2 separate regions of the Macaca mulatta genome follow, and region 2 is linked to region 1. The links are chromatin contacts, called in public Hi-C maps. All regions are on one chromosome and are shown on one strand. Each heading gives the region's core, a stretch centred on a gene start, on an enhancer-like site or on the middle of the called end of the contact. The rest is flanking DNA. Distances are from core to core; before and after follow the strand shown. Region 1 holds the start of RWDD3 (RWD domain containing 3). Region 2 holds the start of ALG14 (ALG14 UDP-N-acetylglucosaminyltransferase subunit).

Region 1 (2,964 bases), core at 298-2,797:
AATTTATGGTCAGAAAGTCAATTTTAATAGTAGCTACAATATAACATTAGAACGATAACTCTCATGCCCCAAACATGTACATAATGTATCTGAAAGCTAAGTGAAAACTGAGTCACTGCACTTTCTCATAAATGGCTTTTTTTTTTTTTTTTACTCAATAGAAGCCACATACAGGGACAGTAAGTTTCACCTATCATCAAAAAATAGTGAAAAGAACCTCTCTACACTGTAAGCTCCTAGAGGCCATGGGTAGCGGTGTCTTTGAAACCCTGACAAAGTCTGCAGGCAGCAGGGATTCAATAAATGTGGGCTAACTAACTAATAAAGCTCTCAAGAGCTTGTTTAAAAAAAAAAGTATCGGAAGACCAGGCGCGGGTGGCTCACGCCTGTAATCCCAGTACTCTGGGAGGCCGAGGCGGGTGGATCACGAGGTCAGGAGACCCAGACCATCCTGGTTAACACGGTGAAACCCCGTCTCTACTAAAAATAAAAAAATTAGCCGGGCGTGGTGGCGGGCGCCTGTAGTCCCAGCTACTCTGTAGTCCCAGCTACTCCGGAGGCTGAGGCAGGGAGAATGGCGTGAACCCGGGAGGCGGAGCTTGCAGTGAGCCGAGATCGCGTCACTGCACCCCAGCCTGGGGGACAGAGCGAGACTCCACCTAAAAAAAAAAGTATATATATATATAAATTATTTTTAAAAGTATCTTATATATATAAATTAGCCAGGCATGGTGGCACACGCCTGTGATCCCAGCTACTCGGGAGGCGGAGGCTGTAGTGAGACGAGATGGAGCCACTGCACTCTAGCCAGGGCAACAGAGCGAGACTCCACCTAAAAAAAAAAAAGTATCAGAAAAGCAAACAACTTGGAAATAGAATGCAGATAAAGTTGAGGTTGAGCACTGGATAAATTAAAAAGTTCAGTCAACAAACATTTACCAACTACCTACCATGTGCCTGGCCAGCACCATTCTAGGTGCCTGGAGTTATTACCAAACAGACCCTGCCCTCCTGCAACTTAAGATGTACAAATACCCGTGTAAAGTTAAAACCGGGGAGTGCTCTCGTGGGCCTAGGGCATAGTGCTTAGGAATGACACAGAACAACGAGGGGGCCTCAGCACAGGCTTCTTTACAGGGTGAGATCTGAATGGTGGGAGGCTGGGGAAGGGCCTGGGGACGCCGACCGCAGGGGCCCGCGGCTCCGGGAGCAGGACCGGCGGCAGAGGCCCCAGTGGGCCGCACCGCTCTCTTAGTGTCTCTGGGGTCGCCTCAAACTCCCGCCCGCTGCGACACCACTCCGGCCTCCAGGACGTGTCACTCCATCATTCAACTAACCCGGTCCCCATACGTGGGCCCAGGCGGGGTGCCCAGGCTCAGTGGTGGGGAGGAGCCGCAGAGAGAACGCGGGTGGCCCCTGAGGGCGCCCTGTCCCTCCCGCGCGGGGGTAGTCACCTGAGCGGCTCAGCACCTCCCACTCGTGGGGCCCGCAGAAAATCGCGGCCAGGGCCGAGAGTTCCTCACGCACGAGCTCCGCCATGGCTATGGGCCTCGCCCCCTCAGCGCTTCCCCTTCCGCTGTCGCTGTCGTAGCTGTCGCCGCCGCCGCCGCCGCCTCCATTGGCCAGGAGCAGCACTGCCTGCGGCCACCCGGGGGCACCCCGCACCTCCGCAGCCGGGCAGCACGGGGGCGGAGCGAGATGGGGCGAGGGCGGAGCGAAACGAACGTGGGCGGGGCGAGACGGGGTGAGGGCAGGGGGAGACTGGGCGGGCTGGACCCTTAGAAGTTCCGCCCGGAAGCTCTTGCTCATTAACTACAGACGCGAAGCTCAGACCCTCGGTTTGGAGATTTTCTTGGAGGTCGAGGCCCGGCGCCTCTGTCTGCACCCGAGGCGACCGCCCAGCTTACCCCCGGCTCTTCTGAGCACAGGGAAGCCTCCCAGCAAAGCCTGAAACCCTCTAAGTTTAGCTGCAGGCTTCGAACCCCGACCGTCCCCGCCCAGCCTTGGGCTGCTGAGGTGGGGATGAACTGGGCGAAGGACACGTGGGAGTTAGGAAGAAACAAACAAGCAGGGAAGTGACCGAGAGACGAGGTGAGACCTTGCCCTGCTCAGGTTTGAACTGAGTGTTGGAGATAACCACAGTTAACAAAATAAAATTCTTCGCCCCCGTGGAGCTGTTAGCAACCCTGGTGCCTGGGAAGCCCGGAAGAGGCCCGGGTTAGTAACAACCTCCAGGATGCCCTCCGAACTGGTACTGGCGCCGGGACTCTAGACAAGGTCCGGATTCCCGAGCCCTTCCCCTTACGGGTGCAAAAAGGGAGGGTCAGGACCTGCCAGTCCTGGCTTCGGGATGTTGACTTGACGGACCAGGACTCATGGGAAGTGTGCGCCAAAGTCCTGGGAGCAAAGTGTGCTAAGGCTCCTCGTTTGTCTCCTGCCTTCACAGGGGACAGCCCTGCTGCAGGTGGCCAGTGGGAATCCTTGGCTGTTGGGGTATGACCCAAGGGTGTAAACACTAGCTTTGCAGTGTTTTCGATTTCGTGATATTCGATGCATACAATACAATGTGACTCTTGAAGCTTAATGAAATTATCATTCTTGAGTCCAGCACCTAAATTTTAAAATGTGAGCAATATCAATAGGTTAACAGAATAAGCAATCTATTCTGTTTTGATTATAGTGAACAAGATTACAATACTTATCTGCAGTAGGTCTGTCTCTCGGATGTTTGCCTGGTCTTTGCTTTTCCAGTAACAATTTAAAATTTGGCAGCCCCCAAAAGCAGCTGGTCTTGCTCATGGAGTTCTCACAACTTTTGTTTGTATGAGAAATCACATTTCATGAGATAAATATGGGAATTTAGGTCGTTATGCAGTGACTCCTGTCACTGACCTACAGAAGTCAGAACAAAGTTAGCTGATTTTAAGACCCTGCATCCACTCACCATGACCATTCCCGCTATTG
Region 2 (3,154 bases), core at 480-2,979, 160 kb after region 1:
TATTGTGAGAATGTATGGTTAAGAAGATTTGATGGAGCTGAGTGCGGTGGCTCATGCCTGTAATCCCAGCACTTTGAGAGGCAGAGGCGGGCAGATCACCCGAGGTTAGGAGTTCGAGACCAGCCTGGCCAACATGGTGAAACCCCCATCTCTACTAAAAATAAATAAATAAATAAATAAAAATTATCCGGGCATGTTGGTGCATGCCTGTAGTCCCAGCTACTTGGGAGGCTGAGGCGGGAGAATCGCTTGAACCTGGGAGGCAGAGGTTGCAGTGAGCCGAGATTGTGCCACTGCACTCCAGCCGGAGCCACAGAGCGAGACTATCTCAAAAAAAAAAAAAAAAAAAAAAAAAAAAAAGAGAAGAAGATTTGATGGAAGACAATTTGAAAGTGTTGTAAGGTCCACAAACTCTACTCACAAAGTCTCCCAAACTTGCCTGCTGATAGGAATGGACACACTGGTTACATAAGCTAATCCCAGGTGCCCTATCCCTGGAAATTCTGATTCAGTGCTTCCCAATGGACCCTGGGAGTCTGCACTTTTAAAAACACATTCTAGGCTCCAGGTAAGTGTGGTGATCAGGCAAGTTTCAATTTAGCAAAGGAATACAGGATGCTGTACTCCTGTCCAGCAGGACTCAGATTTCTGGTTTCTGATTCTAGATCTGATACTATTCCACTTGGGCAAGCAGTTGCACCTTTCTGAACCTGTTTACTCATCTGTATACCTGTTCAGTATAACCTACAGGTAGGTCTATGATGGACCGAAGGCAAATTATATTTGGGATGAAGGGGCTCCTGATCTTATGTTGTAATGTGGATTAATTAGACATAATAATAAGCAAAATTGGGATTGAAGAGGTTGTTGGCAGATCATCATTTTGGCTGAGGACATGAGAAACACACCGGGAATGCTTTGTGGTAAAATTAACTGAATATTAATTGTAGGACTGTGCGTTGTCTATCCTGCTACCTAGAGCCACTGAGCTTTGCAGTCCTCTCAGGACTGTGGCTTACCTTGCGGTGGTCACCCTCAACTACTCTGGTCACACTGAGACTGTGAAAACGCCGAGAAAAGTTAAAAACATACGTGTTGAGGGAGAGGGGATTTGGATGAGGGACCTAAATTCGATGTTGAAGCCTATGGTTCTTACTGGCGAACACTTTCAGTAATGTCTGTGCATGCAACAGAAACATTTCTCTTGGCATTAAAAAAATAAAAGAAGAAAGGATGTATTTCGTTAGCTTCAGGTGGCATTCACGAAGTGGGTAGAGCCAGAACATCTCCTAACTCGGGAGTTTCGGGGCCTTTCGGGCACACAGACGGCCTGACCTGGTCGTGGGCGTATATTAAGCTTTCCCAGCGCTTAACTTTCCGATTTTCAGCTTACGCTTGGCTGCAGCTGCCCAGAATCCGCGCAGAAGCAAGGGTTCCGCCGACAAACGTGAACGTAGAGAACGTAGAAGCCTTTTAACGCTAACAGGCAGTTTCTCTGCATGGTTGTTATGCATTATTAATCTAGGTATTGCGTATTTAGTTTAGGAAACACGAATGCTCATGATAAATGAGGTAAAATGAATTGTCAGCGGGACCCCTGCTACTCCCTCGACCCGCCACTCCTCCCGGCTCAGGCAAGTCCAGCCCACCAGGAGGTGCGTCCCTCCGCGTTTGAGTTGCTTCGGCACCCGTAGTTGTGAACTTTGACAGCGGCCGGTCCCCGGAAGTTGGACGCATGCGCCATTTCTCTGCATGGTGTGTGTTCTTATTTTAGCTGCTGCTGCAGGAGCTGTGGCGGCTTTCCTAATCCTGCGAATATGGGTAGTGCTTCGTTCCAGGGACTTTACGCCCCGGGAGTCTCTCAGTATCTTGGTGGTAGCTGGGTCCGGTAAGTATCGAGGAAGCGACTGTCGGACTTGGGTTGGTCACTACAAACCCCAGAGTGCACCGCGACCTTCTTCCCTGGTACCCTTAGCACTTCTTGGAGTGTTGCATGCAGAGATTTGTAGTTTCTCTGCCTTGCCGGAACTGGTCAGTCTAGCCTGGGTAAGGGCTAGTTTGCTGACGCGGCCCAGAGGTCTTTTTATGACAAGTAATTTACACTTGTCTGTAATTAAGACTCTCTGTAGCGCATATTTTGCAAACAAATAATTAGTGAACAGAGAGAACGTAGAAGCCTTTTGATGCTAACATGCAGTTTCCCCGTATGGCTGTTGTGCATTATTAATCTAGGTATTGCGTATTTAGTTTAGGAAACACGAATGCTACATGACAAATGAGGCAAAATGAATTGTCACATTTATAAATATACAAAGTCCAAGAGGATAAAAACAATGATCTACGGACTATAGAGCAATACACACCGGGTGGCAAAGTGTGAGCAACCCACTGACCTGTCAGGTAATACAATCTAAATACACCAATTGTGTAGGTGCTTACAATTTTAAGTAGACATATATGACAGGGACAGACACACACACACACACACAATGTAAACATTTGGGGATGGCAGGAGATTGCATCCAGATAGAACATGTATAGTATGAGCAAATGTACTAAGTTTATGTTCGAGTATAATACATTACTTTATTCACTTAATCTGTTTTGAGCTGTTAGAGAAGCCAAACACTAAACTAACCTCTGGAAATAACAAAACTGACTAACATTGCTTGCTACGGAGTGCTGACTCCGTGCTAAGTCCTGTGAGAGATGCAAAGATACAGCAGTGAATGAAATAGAGAATACAAAAAAAAAAAAAAAAAAAAAAAACCTAACAAAATAAATCAAAATGAGTATTTGCCACAATGAGGTAAATGCTATAATCTTGTAATGATTGTGTAAGAAGGACAAATTGCTATGGCAGTCTTCAGGAAGGGCACTACTTTATCAGGTCTTAAAAAACAGGCAGCTTCCTGGAAGAAATAATGCTAAACCAAGACTTGAAAGATGACCAAGAATTAGTCAGATGAGGGAGAGCCAGGGTTTTGAGGGGTGGGACGATGTGAAAAGAAGATAATAGCACTTTGAATGGCCGGAGTTGAGAGGACACTGTCGTGTAGAGTTCAATATGGGGAGGTAAACTGAGTCCAGATTATAAAGGGTATTTAAAATCTTGCTTTTTTTCTTTTCTATACAGAGTCTCACACTGTTGCCC

Evidence for each region. A called contact is a pair of places that touch in the nucleus more often than the background predicts.
Region 2: a Hi-C map of cortical neurons shows a contact between it and region 1, with 5 times the contacts expected there. The contact joins the promoter of ALG14 here to the promoter of RWDD3 in region 1. A contact is called at or near these places in 2 of 14 Hi-C or Micro-C datasets (CD4 T cells and cortical neurons).

What each region holds. Positions count from the first base shown.
Region 1 is chr1:145,034,534-145,037,497 of T2T-MMU8v2.0, forward strand. It overlaps RWDD3 (RWD domain containing 3), which reads right to left and starts at 1,548. Exons shown (of 4, transcript NM_001266129.1): 1 at 1,455-1,548. The coding sequence starts at 1,539. It overlaps LOC106999795 (a long non-coding RNA gene), which reads left to right and starts at 1,788. Exons shown (of 4, transcript XR_001446706.3): 1 at 1,788-2,091.
Region 2 is chr1:145,198,333-145,201,486 of T2T-MMU8v2.0, forward strand. It overlaps ALG14 (ALG14 UDP-N-acetylglucosaminyltransferase subunit), which reads left to right and starts at 1,730. Exons shown (of 5, transcript XM_077952723.1): 1 at 1,730-1,888. The coding sequence starts at 1,753.